2 separate regions of the Zea mays genome follow, and region 1 is linked to region 2. A link is a contact called in public Hi-C data. All regions are on one chromosome and are shown on one strand. The core of a region is the stretch at or near the end of the contact, and the rest is flanking DNA. Distances in the headings are between cores, read along the strand shown. Region 1 holds the start of LOC100273865. Region 2 holds the start of LOC100381711 (putative WAK receptor-like protein kinase family protein).

The links. Hi-C and Micro-C count contacts between places; a contact is called where the count stands out from the background.
Region 1: a contact with region 2 is called in a Hi-C map of ear, with 2.4 times the contacts expected there. The contact joins the promoter of LOC100273865 here to the promoter of LOC100381711 in region 2. A contact is called at or near these places in 5 of 25 Hi-C or Micro-C datasets (bundle sheath, ear, endosperm and 2 more).

The regions. Positions count from the first base shown.
Region 1 is chr8:13,819,108-13,826,399 of Zm-B73-REFERENCE-NAM-5.0, reverse strand. It overlaps LOC100273865, which reads right to left and starts at 2,354. Exons shown (of 8, transcript NM_001360476.1): 1 at 2,013-2,354; 2 at 1,269-1,485; 3 at 1,085-1,172; 4 at 870-979; 5 at 675-768; 6 at 239-427; 7 at 91-150. The coding sequence starts at 1,484.
Region 2 is chr8:13,603,859-13,611,294 of Zm-B73-REFERENCE-NAM-5.0, reverse strand. It overlaps LOC100381711 (putative WAK receptor-like protein kinase family protein), which reads left to right and starts at 1,598. Exons shown (of 4, transcript NM_001174519.1): 1 at 1,598-2,303. The coding sequence starts at 1,607.

The DNA of each region.
Region 1 (7,292 bases), core at 1,105-3,604, 210 kb before region 2:
TGTTTAAGAAAGAGGATCAATGATAGCAGGGCGAACACTTAAAGCAGTACTATTGGAAGCAAATTTGCTTAGTGAGAAAGATCGAACAACCTTGATCATGGTATGGAGGAGGAAAGAAATGCAGGTAACATAGCACTGCCATGATAAATCCTGTACAGCATCAATTCAGATCGGTTACTGCTTACTAATGGCATCGAAGCATGTAATCCAGAAGGAAACGAAGAGGTTAGGCACACACCAATAAGACCGCCAACAAACACATCCTCCCAGTGGTGTCGATAATCATCTACTCTTGAAACCCCAACGAGTGAAGCAAGAAGAAGCGGAAGGATCACTATGCAAAGTTTGGCCACGTGACCTTGGCGATTGAAGGCCTTAATTTTGCCTGACAGGTAGAGTGACAAAAATCCAAGACCAGCAAAAGACCCTGGCAATGGAAATACTGTGAGAAATTGTTGACAGTCTAGAACCGGTATTTTATACCAGCAAAAGTCATGGGTAAAAAAACATAGCTGTAAAAACATTTAGATCCATGTCACTACTTCTACTGAACGCAGAAATTGTTGACAGTCTAGAACCGGTATTTTATACCTCAGTTATTAGCTCTACACTTGGACAACAAGCTTATCCATCTAAATGCTAGAGTCTATGAGCACTTACTAGTGCAAACTTACACGAAGTGTGGCCACTAGGAAAGCTCTTGCGCCCATCTTTTAAGAAGTTTTTATCACCATGGCAAATCACATCGCCAATCACCTGATCGTATAACTGCACCAAATATACCATAGAAGCACTGTGTTGATTTAAACTATGAAAAAGCATCTCTAGGGAAGAATTATCTACACGCAAATGTATACAAGGAAGTATACCTGCTTTCCATCAGGAAAGCATCGCCAGAAGAAGTCTGGCCTCGGTCTCCCTACTGCAGTCTTTATCACATCGGTAAAAACTGCAGTTATCAGCACAGCGAAAAGAACACCTGGAGAATTTATACACGAACGAATTATTCAGCGACATGTCAGTCAGCAACTCAGCACACTGAAGAAGTAAACTGACAGAAGATAGCAGGGGGATTACAAATAACCTAGTGCAGCGTGATGCAGATCATAAACGTCTCTCCTGGCAACATATATGGATATGAAGACGAGCCAGGGACAGAGTATAGAGATCATCTAGCAAAAGGTCGAACGCCCCACATCAGTGCTGAATAGAGTGAGTTCGAGCTTGCATCAGACAACAGAATTGGAGGCTACTGTTCAGAAACATACAGGGACAGCCCATGCTGGTACTGTGCTTGGTTTCACCGGGTACCTAATATCAGTCATCATATCCTTCCCGACAAATCGACTGAACGGGGGAGCGTAATGCACGGCAACCACCAGTGCAGCCAGAAGAATCAGAACAACCCAGTCGTGTGTGTGCTTTCTGGCCAGTCTCACTCCGTGCGTCTGAATCGTGTGGGAGCCCAACTGTGCCTCCCGCATCCTGTTTTGTTGACAACAAATGGATGAAATGAATAGAACCAATTACCAGTACCAAAATACTCAATATACTGAAGACGGCATTGCGGCCATATAAATGAGTTTCATCAGCTTAATTTCAAATTATAAACTAGCATAGTGCAGCCCAGAGCAGATTCATCTGAATGGGTTGCTAAGAGTAGTCTGCTTCGATCGTATCACCAAACCTGAGTAATGCTGGGTTTATTTCAGTTCTGTTCTTCGAGAGAACTTGTCACACGATGCAAAGAAAAACCGCAAGTCCGCAACTAAAATAGTTACTGTAAGAAGTAAAACACATGAGGCGCCGTTTGACGAAAACCCGCACCAATCCCCACCGCGGCAAGCACCAAACCCTCGCAAGAACAGAAATCACAGGCGACCATGATCGGAGACAAAAGAACTACACTTCAACTGGCACTGCCTACTGCACAGAGGAAGTAAAGCCGCAAACCAACAATACTTTCTGGAATAAAAATGAAATGAAAAAGAGAGAGAGGAGAAACAGTTCACCTGATGATAGAGGTGATTCTGGATAGTGGATACCCTTGTAGAGGAGAGAAAGAGGAAGTGGAGAGGAGACGATACGAGAGCAGAGGATGAGGGTGGGGGCGGCAAAGATTGCGGACTCTTTACTGCTTTCGCGGCGATCGGGGAAGACCAGACAGTGGAAACGCGAGAAAGAGAAACCTCGGAAACCCTAAAAGAATTCTAGGTTTTTCAGTTCAGTTCAAAATCGAGGCTCGCGGTCGCGGTTGCGGCGGTCGGCGGGCGATGAGATCCTCTGCAGTCAGCTGCCGTCACTGACGTGTTGGTCCTCCCGGCGGCGGAGGTTGTGTGGAGACTTGAGCTCCGTGCCAGCGTTGCCGCTCGACGCGTTGCAACGGGTATCTTCTGTGCTCGACGCTTGGCAGTGGCAGCCGCCACGAAGAATCAATCGGGCCATGCGACACGTTTGGAACAAGCCCAAAAAGCTAAAGAACCGAAGAGCGAAGAACAATCTAGCCCACTTAAGCCGACCAACGACCTCCTGTTTATCACTCTTCTTTGGTATCTTTTCTTTTTTATTTTTAATAAAAAGACTTAAAAGAGTATCTCACAGCTGGTATATTAAAATAATAAAAATCAGTAGACACAAAATTGATAACAAAACAGAAAGCGGTCTTAAAGTGGAAGTTCATTGAAGACCAAATCATCGTCTTCTTTGGACGATCGTTCATTGCTTGTCGAAGTTTGAAGATCACAATAAAAAGACAACAAAGAAAATTACAATTGTAAACACTCTCGCTAAACAAAACTTTAAAGACCATAAAAAACACTAGTCGGTGATAAGATCTGGTATCAAGCGTCTAAGCTACAATACTAAATTATTGTCACTAATGTGTGTATTGTATGGAATATATAAGTTAAGTTATGATAATGGTGATTGATTGGACATAAAAAATATCGTGCCTCTATTAATGGTATTTTTTAGTCTTGAAAGGATGAGCGAGAAGCTTAAGAATAGGCTAGTTATAAACTTAGGCTAGTTATAAACGTCAACGAAGTTGATAGACACAGATTAGGGATAGGCTTTTTTCTTTGACTGTACTATGAAGGGGCACCCATAGGTAGCTTGTCATATGTAAGTATAGTGATAAGTGATGATACACACTTATCAAATATAGCACTAGATAACTCTATAGAAACCCAAAATAAGTTTAAGTTCGAACCATATTTTAAAGTGTGTTTGAAACAAACGAGTTGGTGGTGGTGCAGCTCCAAGAACGTGTCCTGTTGCATAAAGTGCTAGTACCGACATGTTCGGTACGCATTGAATATGGCGCACCAGACACAACACATCGAGAAGTCTACAAACTAGTGTGAGAGCCGATATAAGTTTCGGACAGGGTACTCACAGAGCTTTGCAGATATTCACCTCAATGTTTTTTACATGCTTGATGTGTTCGATGAGCATCAATCAACAAGCATCGGATATAGAGATGGCAATGGGTACCCATGACCCGATACCCGATGGGTATTTACTCCATTAGGATATGTATGTGGGCTGAATATTCTACTCGTGGGTCTATTATTGGGAAAAAAATCTTCACCCAATGGGTAAACGGGTATTAGAACGTTCCGGCTTCACCCATACCCATTAACCCATGGGTATAAAATACCCAATATAAACTTTTAGCCCACGCTTGAATTTGGACTTTAGTCATCCATCTTTTTTACTATTTAACAACCTTTTAGGCCATAATGTCATAGAAGGGTTAACGACAATTTAATGACCATGTAATGAAACATGTAATGTGCTATGTAGTACCTATCCTAGTGTTACTACTTTATCCAATTATATTTGGTGTGTTAAATGGATGGTTAAATGTTGCTAGAAATTTTGTAATGGTAATTAGATGCATATACTTGACATTTGTATAATATAAAAATTTGATAGATGCTTAATTTTTGTGGGTATGGGTATGGGGGTAAATCCATACCCACCAGTGTATATGGGTGACCCGATGGAGTTATTTTTGTGCCGTGGGTATGGGTATAGTGTAGTAATACCCGGTGGGTATTTACCCATTGCCATCTCTAATCGGATATCAGTGTAATAATAGCTAGTTTTTTTTAAAAAAAACTAGCCATTGGGTCATGCATCGGACGCGTACGATGCACAGGATTGGTAAGTACTGCACATGCCCGAGGACCCCATAAAAAGCTAAGTGGAGGTGCAACATCTAGCTCCATGACATAGAGTACGTTATACATACCCCTTCATCTCGCCCATTTAGATGTATCTTGCCCACTTGTTTAGCTAAAGAGACCTATTAAACAGAAAGGAAGAGCCTTTACCTAGTAAAGTGTTTGAGATTAAAGAAAACCCACTTGAATTTCCATGCTAGTATATGCTTCGAATAAAAAGGTGTAAAACTTTTGCGATACGGATAGATAACAATTTAGGCATAAGGGATAAAAATGATTTATTCTACGGAATTTATTTGTTGCTATAAATTTTAGACTAAATGTTGTCGAGGGAGTGAGGGAGTGAGCAGAGAGAGACCTTATTCTAAAGCACCATCGTCATCGCCACCTGGTTGATGACATCATAGTTCAAATCTTAGATGAATGAAATAACAAGAATAGTCTAAAATTACGAAGTAAAAAAAAATGGATCTCGTTTCTCTATTCGCCGCCGGCGAGATCACCCGTTATAGGAACCAAGGAGCACATTGGAAAGCTCGTGGGAGAGTAATTTAGGGCTCGTTCGGTTGTACCGGAATAAACCAGGATTTATTGCAGCTCATCAAAATTTATATAAATTAGAGAAGTAATCCGAATAGGAATCAATCCGGGGCTCCAATCTCTAACAACCGAATAGGACCTTAGTGAACCAAACACTTTAATTTGTATTTACCCAGCCAGGCAAGGGCAGCACACAACTACACAAGCGAGGGATCCAAACCAAACAAACTTGCGCTGCAGTGTTCGCAACTGGTACGCCCTGGCTTTATTACTTTAATGCAACCAACGAGTCGTAAGACTGCACCCCGGGTCCACGTTGCCACGTACGTTCCGACGTGCACGCTGCCCCCACGCGCACGTGGGTGGGGTGGAACTGTACGAGGAGAAGTCCTGGGCGGCGGCCGGCCCCGATCAGTGCCCTATCGTGGCTGGCGCGCGCGGCGCCTTTTTTTTTTTTTTTTTGGTTCCGAGACAACCGCGAGCAGCAGCATATGGGGGCGGTGCACTGCCTGCCTGGTAGCTAGGAGCCTAGGATCCACCTCAGCCTCTCGTGGCGCCGGGGCGGTGATTTGGCCAAACGCAGACGCCGTGGGCCGCCCGTGGTACATGTTTAGGCATGTTTGTTTCAGCTTTTCGCAGCTTCTGGCCACCAAAAGCTGCTGCGGACTGCCAAACACTCAGCTTTTCAGACAGCTTCTATAAAATTCGATTGGGTAAAAACCATTCAAAATCAACATAAACATATAATCGGTTGAATCGTCGCAATAATGGTAATATATCACTTTATAGATCCTGAGTTCTATGGACAACTTTATCTTACTCCGCACGTAATCCTAATGATACCCAGATTCTCTACATAGCCAGATTCTCCTACAGCTAGATTCTCGAAAAAGATGGTCAGAAAAAAGCTGAACCAAACAGACCCTATAGCTTGGTGATTGAACAATGCTGTAGGAAACTAAAAAGGTCGTGTCACCTCCACCTGGATATATATATATATATATATATATATATATATATATATATATATATATATATATATATATATATATATATATATATATATATATATATATATATATAAAAAGGTCCAGTTCGATATATGTACGTATCACAGGCACATACTTCCTGTTCCTGGGTGGACACCGTGCGTGCGTCCTCGCCTCGTCGGTTTCGTGCGCCTGTGTCACGGAGACGGGATGGGTCAATATTTGGGTATGTGCCTACTACGTGCGAGGGAGTGATAAGATGAGCCGGTGCAGCGACTTTGGCCTGGAGTGGCGCGCTCGGCGCTCCCCTGCCCGGCCCGGCGCGCGCCGTTCGTACGTGCCCGCGGCGGCGGCGGCGGCGCTGCTTGTTCTCCCGGCGTGGCCGCTTCTTTCTTGCCTTCGACCCTAGGTGATGATTCCGATTGGTTTTTTTTTGGTCGTACCGGCCGGGACACGCCAGCAGACGATATTGTTCTTTTTCTTTTCCTGGGTTTCTGCTGTCCAGCATCACCCCAAGTTGATCGACCAATCACTTAGCACCAGCAGTTAGCAACGTTTAGGTTCAGCGAACATATATATATTCTGATGAGTTCATAAAAAACTAAACAGATATTATGTTCATAAAAAACTAAACAGATATTATATATATACTATATCCCCCTTCCTCCTCTCTAGCTACCAACCCAAGACCTAATAAACTAATAACGAAGCGTACCCGTCTCAAGTCTCATCGCCGAGGACTATAGTCCATCGCCGTACGCTTTTGCCACGCAAGAGTGACTCGCCGCCTTCTGGTCGCTAGCGGCACATTATTCTGCCCGCGGCAGTACTAGTACAAATACTGTTGCACAACTAGCCCAAACCAATAAAAAAGCTGGCCTGCACTGCACTACACGGCGGTGCGGCTTCCCCCAACCAGCTGCAGAGAGAGAGAGAAAGGGTGAAAAAAAAACTCTGGTTCCCTCCCTTCGCTTCAAGCCTTCTTCTCTGATCAGCTATCAGTTGATCACTCTACTACTCCTGTAATACTACTGCTACAAGGACGGTACAATACGCTACAGTTGGACGTCACCGACCGATGGACAGACGGATCTGATCCGATCACTCTGCGAGCCCCCAGCGGTTTCAGATTCCCGAGGAGGAGGTGAAAGGCGTCCAGTCGACTCGCAGTCGCAGGCCTTGGATCTTGCGTCTGTACTGTATTTTCTTTTTCTCGCCCCCGGCGTTCTGTGGGCGGGTGGGTTTGGGTTGGGGTTTCCATTGGCCCGGTGACGGGGAACAACCGAACAAACGACAGCAGGGAGGGGGGAGAAAGCCTGGCAGGCAGCTCGTGCTCGGCGGCAAATGCAGGCATGCAGCAGCGAACTGTTGCGTCGTCTGATGACCTGGATGCATGCATGGCACGGGGGGTTTGGGTTGTTTACTACGACGACTACAACTGTATGTTTAATTTGGCTCTCTGTCTGCACGTAGTTTATTTAGCTTTGAAAAGAGAGACTATTTGCTTGGTCATCTGCGCAAACACGGAATTACTGTGCGAACAGTGTTACAAAATATTGTGTCGTGTGATCAA
Region 2 (7,436 bases), core at 349-2,848:
AGGTATTTGTGTATAGAGAATGTTGTTGAGAGAAAGAAAATATAGAGAATAAAATCTTTTAGAGAAGACTATAAAGAACGAATATAGATGATGAATATAGAGAATATGTTGCTAGAGACAACATAAACGTTCTCGTGGTCTCTACGCATATGATTACCCTCATCAGTGGCCGACACATCAATGGAAGCATATGGGTGGTAGCTTCTGTATTTTTTTTTTTTTTTTTTTGATGTTCATTTGTGACAAGTGGGTACAGAAAGTGGCGTACTGGTACGGTCACGGGTGGCCACCGATTTGGCACTTTTGATTTTTTTTTTTTTTATGGCCAGCGTAGGATGGGCTTTTTCTCTCTATGGACAAGTGTCTCACAAAGTTTACTCGTTACAACCAGCGAGGGAGCTGATTCTACGAAACAGTTTCCACTTTACTCTTCCATTTCACCGGTTCATACTAGCAAAAAGTGTATACTTCGTAAAGTGTCTGTATTTGAGACAACCCGTCAGAATTTTTTAGATGTCCGCGGGTCTCGTCAATTTCCATGCGCAATACCGACAAAGCCAAATAAGTCGTATTTGATGTGAAAAGCTATGTATCTACTACATGCATGATGTAAAGGATCGTGATCCAAATATTTCTTCACAATTTTTTAAAATTTTAAATAATTTTTAGTTAAAAAATAAATAGATATAGTATCTGATCCTATTCTGATTCGATCCTTAAATTTTATAGGGTCAAGTTTAGATGCCATTTTCACCCTCTAAGCACACGACCTCTAGAAAACGCACACACAAAACAGAGCGTGGCGAATATAGTCGTGGGCAGGGTGAGTAGGTTTATAGAATGTGGGCATGTGGCAAAGACATCTGAATCCGTCCTGCAAGAATCAGTAACAATTTGGTTCCATAAAAAAAAGTTTTTAAAAAACACTTCAGGTCGTTGTTCGTATACTTTATTAGCTTTTGCCAACATGCTCATGTTGAACCTACAAGCCAAAAGTGCATCCACTATCTAGTGCTTTCAAGGTCTGCTGGTCAATCCAAAGCAGGGCGGATCCAGAATTTTTCTATGATCCGAACTAAATCTATCAAATTTTATTCTCTTTATTTTATCTTAACTATTTTATACCATATTAAATAAAGACTTATATATAGTTACATGAATTAAGTCCTGGACCACGGACCGGGTGGTCTAGGGTGTAGATCCGCCACTGGTCCAAAGTAAAGCAGGAGCAACTGACTGTTTATTTAGCTTTAATCTATACCAACTTCTACTAGTTGTACAGTGTTTTTTTGTCTTTATAGATTGCATCAGTCTAAATAACCGGTTTACGTGTGTACAGAGCTAGTAGCAGTCCAGCCGTCCAGGGTTTGAGTTTGACAGCGAGTGAGGGCCGCATGCCCCGTGCCGTGCAGGTGCAGCCGTGGTGTGACGATGGCCCAAAACGTCCAGTCCAAGGGTTTCAACTTTCAACCGCGCTACAGGAGGACACGAGGGGTACCTTCAGGAGCCTCATCACCATTTTCAGTCAGCCGCCTGCCCCTCAATTCACCGCCCCTGCCCCCTGTTTGTCTCGTCGCTGCTACCCACCCATGCTCCCCCCACCACCATGGCCTCGACCTCGTCCGTCTGGTCGGTGTGGATCGCCCTGTCGCTGACGCTAACGCTTGCCTCGGCATCACCAGCTGACGGGCAAGGGGGCGGAGGAGCACACTGCCCGCCCGTGCTATGCGGCGGCGTGGAGATCGCCTTCCCGTTCGGGATCGTCCAGGAGCAGGCGACGGCCACCAACTGCGGCGGGATCGGGTTCCAGGTCCGCTGCGTCAACGGCACGCCGTACCTCGGATACAGCCGGTACGACCACTGGCTCCAGATCCTCAGCGTCTCCTACACCAACGCCTCCTTGCTCGTCGCCGACACCCACAAGCTCGAGAAGCTGGGAGCCTCGGACGGCGGCGGCGACTCCGCCGTCTGCCGCATCCCCGGGAACAACAGCTCCACCAAGGTCGCCCTCCCGTTCTCCATCAGCCCTCTCAACCAGGACCTCATCCTGTACAACTGCACCAAGGCGCCGGCGCCGGCGCCGGACGAGGAGGGGCTTGTGGAGATGACGAGATGCGGCAACCGCACTTTCGCCCGCATCGGAGGGCGTTACGGCGAGCCGGACGACGACGGCGGATACTCCTTGGACGGCTGCGGTGCCACTGTCGTGCCCGTGCTTGTAAAGGACGATGGCAAGGCGAACGCGAGCGACTACGAGCAACTCATAAGTGGCGGCTTCCTCTTGACATGGCAGTGGCAGACAAGTAAGCTTCCTCTTTGTACTGAATACCTATTATTAAAAAAAATTTACCGGATGTCACCTGATACTCCAGCAGGAAATTAAACCGACCAGTATAGCCATATAGAGACATCGTCAGAGTACTGCACCTGCACTAGGCCTATACCCAAAACTAAACATTTGATCACTTATCGTTTAACTAATTGGTCAGCCTAAACAACCACTCGATAATAAACAGACAAGATAGCTACTAAAACACTCTAATCAGCCGACTGAACAGTACCAGTTTTAATGGAACGTATGAACGAACTAGACTAACAACGACCCTTATATTTAGAAAAAAATGATACATTATTCAGTTATTTATTCTGTAAATAATGTTTCACAAAACTTTGCTACTTGACTTGGAGGCTTGGAGCCGAGCAGCGTTGCCTGGCCCAGCCAGAGATTGCAGACCCAGAGGTTTGTTTAGTTGCCGTCTTGGCCGGAGTTAGACAGATTTGTCAGTTAGATACTCAGGTTTGTCATTCTTCAAACAAACAAGCACTAAGTGTTTGAGACTAAGGTCCTGTTTCAATCTTTTCAATCTCATTGGATAAACTTTAGCTTTCTGCTAAACTTTAGCCATATAAATAGCTCCTTAGAAAGTTTAGACTAGCATATTGAAATAAAAAACACAAATGCCTGCTTGACTGAGCCGAGCAGCGTTGCCTGGCCCAGCCAGAGATTGCCAGGTTTGTTTGGTTGCCGTCTTGGCCGGGGAGTGCTGGCCTGGCCAGACAGCTCGGTCTAGTTCTAGGCATTTAAAATTGAAACACCTAAGATTGCTACCTGGGTCAGACAGATTTGTCAGTCTTCAAACAAACAAGCACTAAGTGTTTGAGACTAAAGGGGTGCACTAGAACTAATAGTTAGTTAACTAAAAATTATTATTGGAATTAGCTAGCTAAAAAATAGCTACCTAACTATTAACTAACTTACCAAAAATAGCTAATAGCTGAACTATTAGCTACGGTGTTTGGATGTCTCAACTAATTTTAGCCACTAACTATTAGCTCTAGTGTATTCAAATATCCCCTAAGATTGTTTATCTGGCAGGCAAATGACTAGAAGGGCTCCAACCAAGCTAGCGCTTAAATCTGCCTAAAGCTTCCTAGTCCTAGGCATGCAATTCAACGCGTTGTACCTTTTTTTGAATAGTCATAGTATTTTTTTCTCGTGTTAAAATTCGATGCTTCGATACATACGTGTGTTATACTATTATATGACCATACATAATCATCCACCATCTCCATTTGTTCCATTTTCATGCATGGGTCAAAACAAATCCTAAAACAATGTTGTTTCGTCTATCGCCGCCTAAGCATCGCTGACCACTTTTTAAAGCTAAGGTTATAGGTGCAACTATTTTTTCCCCTCACCGATAGTCTGGTCTGGTATTTATTTATTACCTAATTTAGGGAGTATTTGATATCTATGGACTAATTTTTATTCCATCTATTTTATTCTATTTTAATTACTTTAAGTGATGGAATTCAAGTATTCCAATTTGGGTGTGGATCATTAGTTACAGTTCAGACAAATGGAGCCTTGATTGAAGCTTCCAGTCAAAGAACTCGGAATTTGACCTTCCATTTCATCGGTTCGTGCTAGCAAAAAATACACTCCAAACTTAGAAGTCCCTACATTTAACCATCATATTCTTTAGCGTGTCTGATTCTAACAATTTCCGTGCACAACACTAACAAAGAGAAAAGGGAAATTCAACTAACCCCCCGTTTGGATCACTGGAATTGAATTTCATTCTAATAATAGTAATTTAGTCATATATCAATTAAGCTAATTCGCTTTTATGCAAAATATTTTTGTATACTATTATTAGTAAGATGTCGAAGATATTTATGTGCTACATTTTTATTATAGAGAAGTGGGACGAAGAGTATCATGTAAATTATAGAGTAGAAACAAATTCTATTAATGCACAAAACCATTTCATATCCTCCACCCTATGAAATTGAGATAGGTTTATATATGAACTTTGGAAAGTTGTGGTATGCCAAATTCCAAACTAAATAAGTTACTTTATTGAGTGAATTCAAATTTCTTTAAAATAAAGGGATGCAAACGCCTCGTAAAATAAAAGGTACTCCCTCCGTTTCTTTTTATTTGTCGCTGGATAGTGCAATTTTGCACTATCCAGCGACAAATAAAAAGAAACGGAGAGAGTATCGTATTTGATGCAAAAAAAATGGACAGTCTTCTTATACCAATAAGGTGTGTATCCCAAACAACCTATAGAAAACATACACAAACAAAGTATAGTTATGGGCAGGATGGGTAGTGATAGAACGTAGATTCTAACAGATATTTTTTCTAGCACGAGCATAGTCGCCCCTATCCAAAAAAAGAAGAAGAAGCTATTGCCACCTTTGCAAAGCACCGCTTCCACTGCTAGGAAATGGACAGAAACGCGTCTGTTCAATAAAGAATTTGATGCCGGCTGTTGTCAATACACTTTCTTGACCTTTCCAACATATTCAGGTGCACTATCGGAAACTGCTTTGTCGAGTATCTGAAGCACTCGATAAAGCCTGAAAAATATTCGACGAAGGCTTTTTCAAGTGTGACACTTAGCAAATAAAACTCGGTGAACTCTACATCGGCAACGACTTTTTTGCCGATTACTTTTAACGGATAATCGGTAAATACTTTGTCGAGTGTCACTCGATACTTAGTCACGGCGCTCGATACTTAGTCACGGCGCCCGGCAATGGTAACGGAGTTTTTGAAGAGTGCCCACAAAGTGGCACTCTGCAGAGCGCTAATTACTTGACAAAAAGCGAGATTCCAGTAGTGTTGGAAAGATGAAACTACGAGCCAAAATCAAAATTCATCTAGTGTATCCGTCGATCATCTTTCCTATTGGAAAAAAAAACAAGGTCTGTTAGCCTCCGTCGAGCATTTGGCACAAAGCGGGGGACGAGCTTGTTGGCCGACAGGAGCGTTCGTGCCTATCCGGAGGCCAGAAAGATTATCAGGGGACAGGGGGCGCGCACGGTCACGCGTCACTGGCTCGCCACTGTCGCGTGCGCATCGTCGGGCACCTCAGGAATTCCCGTGCGCCGATGGCGACGGCCGCGTCCAGTCAAAGGTTTCGGCCCCAGTGCCCACGCACAGGACGCGCGGACTCACGATCTATCTCCCTTTTCCCATCACCTTCACCACTTGCGGTGCCATGCTCCCATGGTTGCGGCTCCGTCCTTGTCGCGGCGCGGCTCTCCCTCGTGTCCTGGGTCTGGATGGCTGCATGGCCGTGGCAGTGGCACTGCCACCCGGTGCCACCCGTGACGCTCTGCCCCCCGACGCGACGCGGCGGCGTGAGCATCGCCCTCCCGTTCGGGCTCGTCCCCGACCACGCGATGGAGGCCAGCTGCGGGGTGATCGGGTTCCACGGCGTGAGGCCACCTCGTGGACACGGCGTGCGGCGACAGGACGCTGGTCGCCGTCGCCAGGCGCCCCGCCGTGCCTGGCAGCTACTACTTCTTGGAGGGATGCAACGCCACCGTCGTGCCCATGCTCGCGAGGACCGGCGACGTGGACCCAGCGAACTACAGGGAGTTCGTCCGTGAGGGATTCCTCTTGACATGGCAACTGCCGCCGCGGTCGTCGCCGCCATCACCAGCCGGTAAGCTCGCGATTAGAATCTAGCTTGGAACTGCTGCTACATAGTATAGCATAGCACAGAGAGAATTGCACTCGTTGGGCACTGGTCTAGAAAAAGTGTCAACGGCTAGCCAGCAGGCACCACAGCCCCGGGCTGTCAGACTCAGACGACCACGAGAACATGACAACCCAAACGGCCAAACCACCACGGTGTTCGCCCGCTGATTCCTGATTCGTGCTTCCCAACCGCGGTGGTCGGTACGCGTTTTAGCTTAGCCGCCGCCGCCGCCGCTTTGCTGTACGGGGTCCGGGGTCGGCACCTCGGCGGAACGGAAGTCAGCCTGGAACAGAAATAAGGAAGTGTTTGGTTTCTAGGGACTAATTTTTAGTCCCTACATTTTATTCCACTTTAGTTACAAAATTATCAATTATAGAAACTAAAACTCTAATTTAGTTTCTATATTTGTCAATTTATATACTAAAATGGAACAAAATGAAGGGACTAAACATTAGTCCCTAGAAACCAAACACCCCCTAAGTTCAGAAAGAAAAAAGAGAAAAATAATACAGTACAATAATAATCAAACGCTTGCAGGCGTTGACCACGACCGGTCAAAGGCGTTCTCCCCTTCATCATCATATCCGTCATCCGGGCGCCTCGCTGGCTTGTTCCATTCCGTCTTCGGGTCCGGAGGTCGGAGGTCCTCCCTGGCCGTACTCCGAAATCTACCCACTCCCTCCGGCGCCGCTGCAGTGCCACCCCTCCATCGGTCCATCCCCAATCCGCTATGCAACCGCTACTCCTACTGCTACTCGCTTCCTCCCTCCTCCGGCCGCCTGCGGCGGCCAGCGCGGCAGACTCGTCATCAGGCTGCTGGCCCAAGACATGCGGGCACCTCAACGTCACCTACCCGTTCTGGGTGGAGGAGCCCGGGCGGGCCCCGTGCGGACCGCCGTCCTTCCAGCTCAAGTGCAACGGCAGCGGCGCGTTCCTGAGCATATCCGTCTACCAGGCCTACCAGGTGCTCGACATCTTCCCCGAGAACAGCTCCTTCCACGTGGTGGACCACAACCTCCCGCTCGCCACCGGCTGCCCGGCGCCGACGATGAACATCTCGCTCTTCTCGCCCGGGACATTCGTCTTCAGCGGGCTCAACAGGGAGCTGCTCTTCCTGGGGAAGTGCACGGGGTTCCCGCCGGCGGAGTCGGCCGGGTTTCGCAGCCTGCCTTGCGACAACAGCTCCTTTGTCCGGCTCGGCGACGGCCGGAATTTCTCGAGCCAGGGCATCCAGGGCGGCGTCCCGCACGGCTGTCTCTTCACAGTGGTGCCGGTTCTCGGGGCTCCTGATGGAAATGGGGACGACGACGACTACGTCGCCAGCATGAGGAATGGGTTCCTCGTGGATTGGAAAGCGGTGCCAGGGGATTGTCCCAAGTGCATGGCACGCGGCGGGGAATGCACGTACGGCGGTCCCGACGCCGAGTTCGCCTGTGA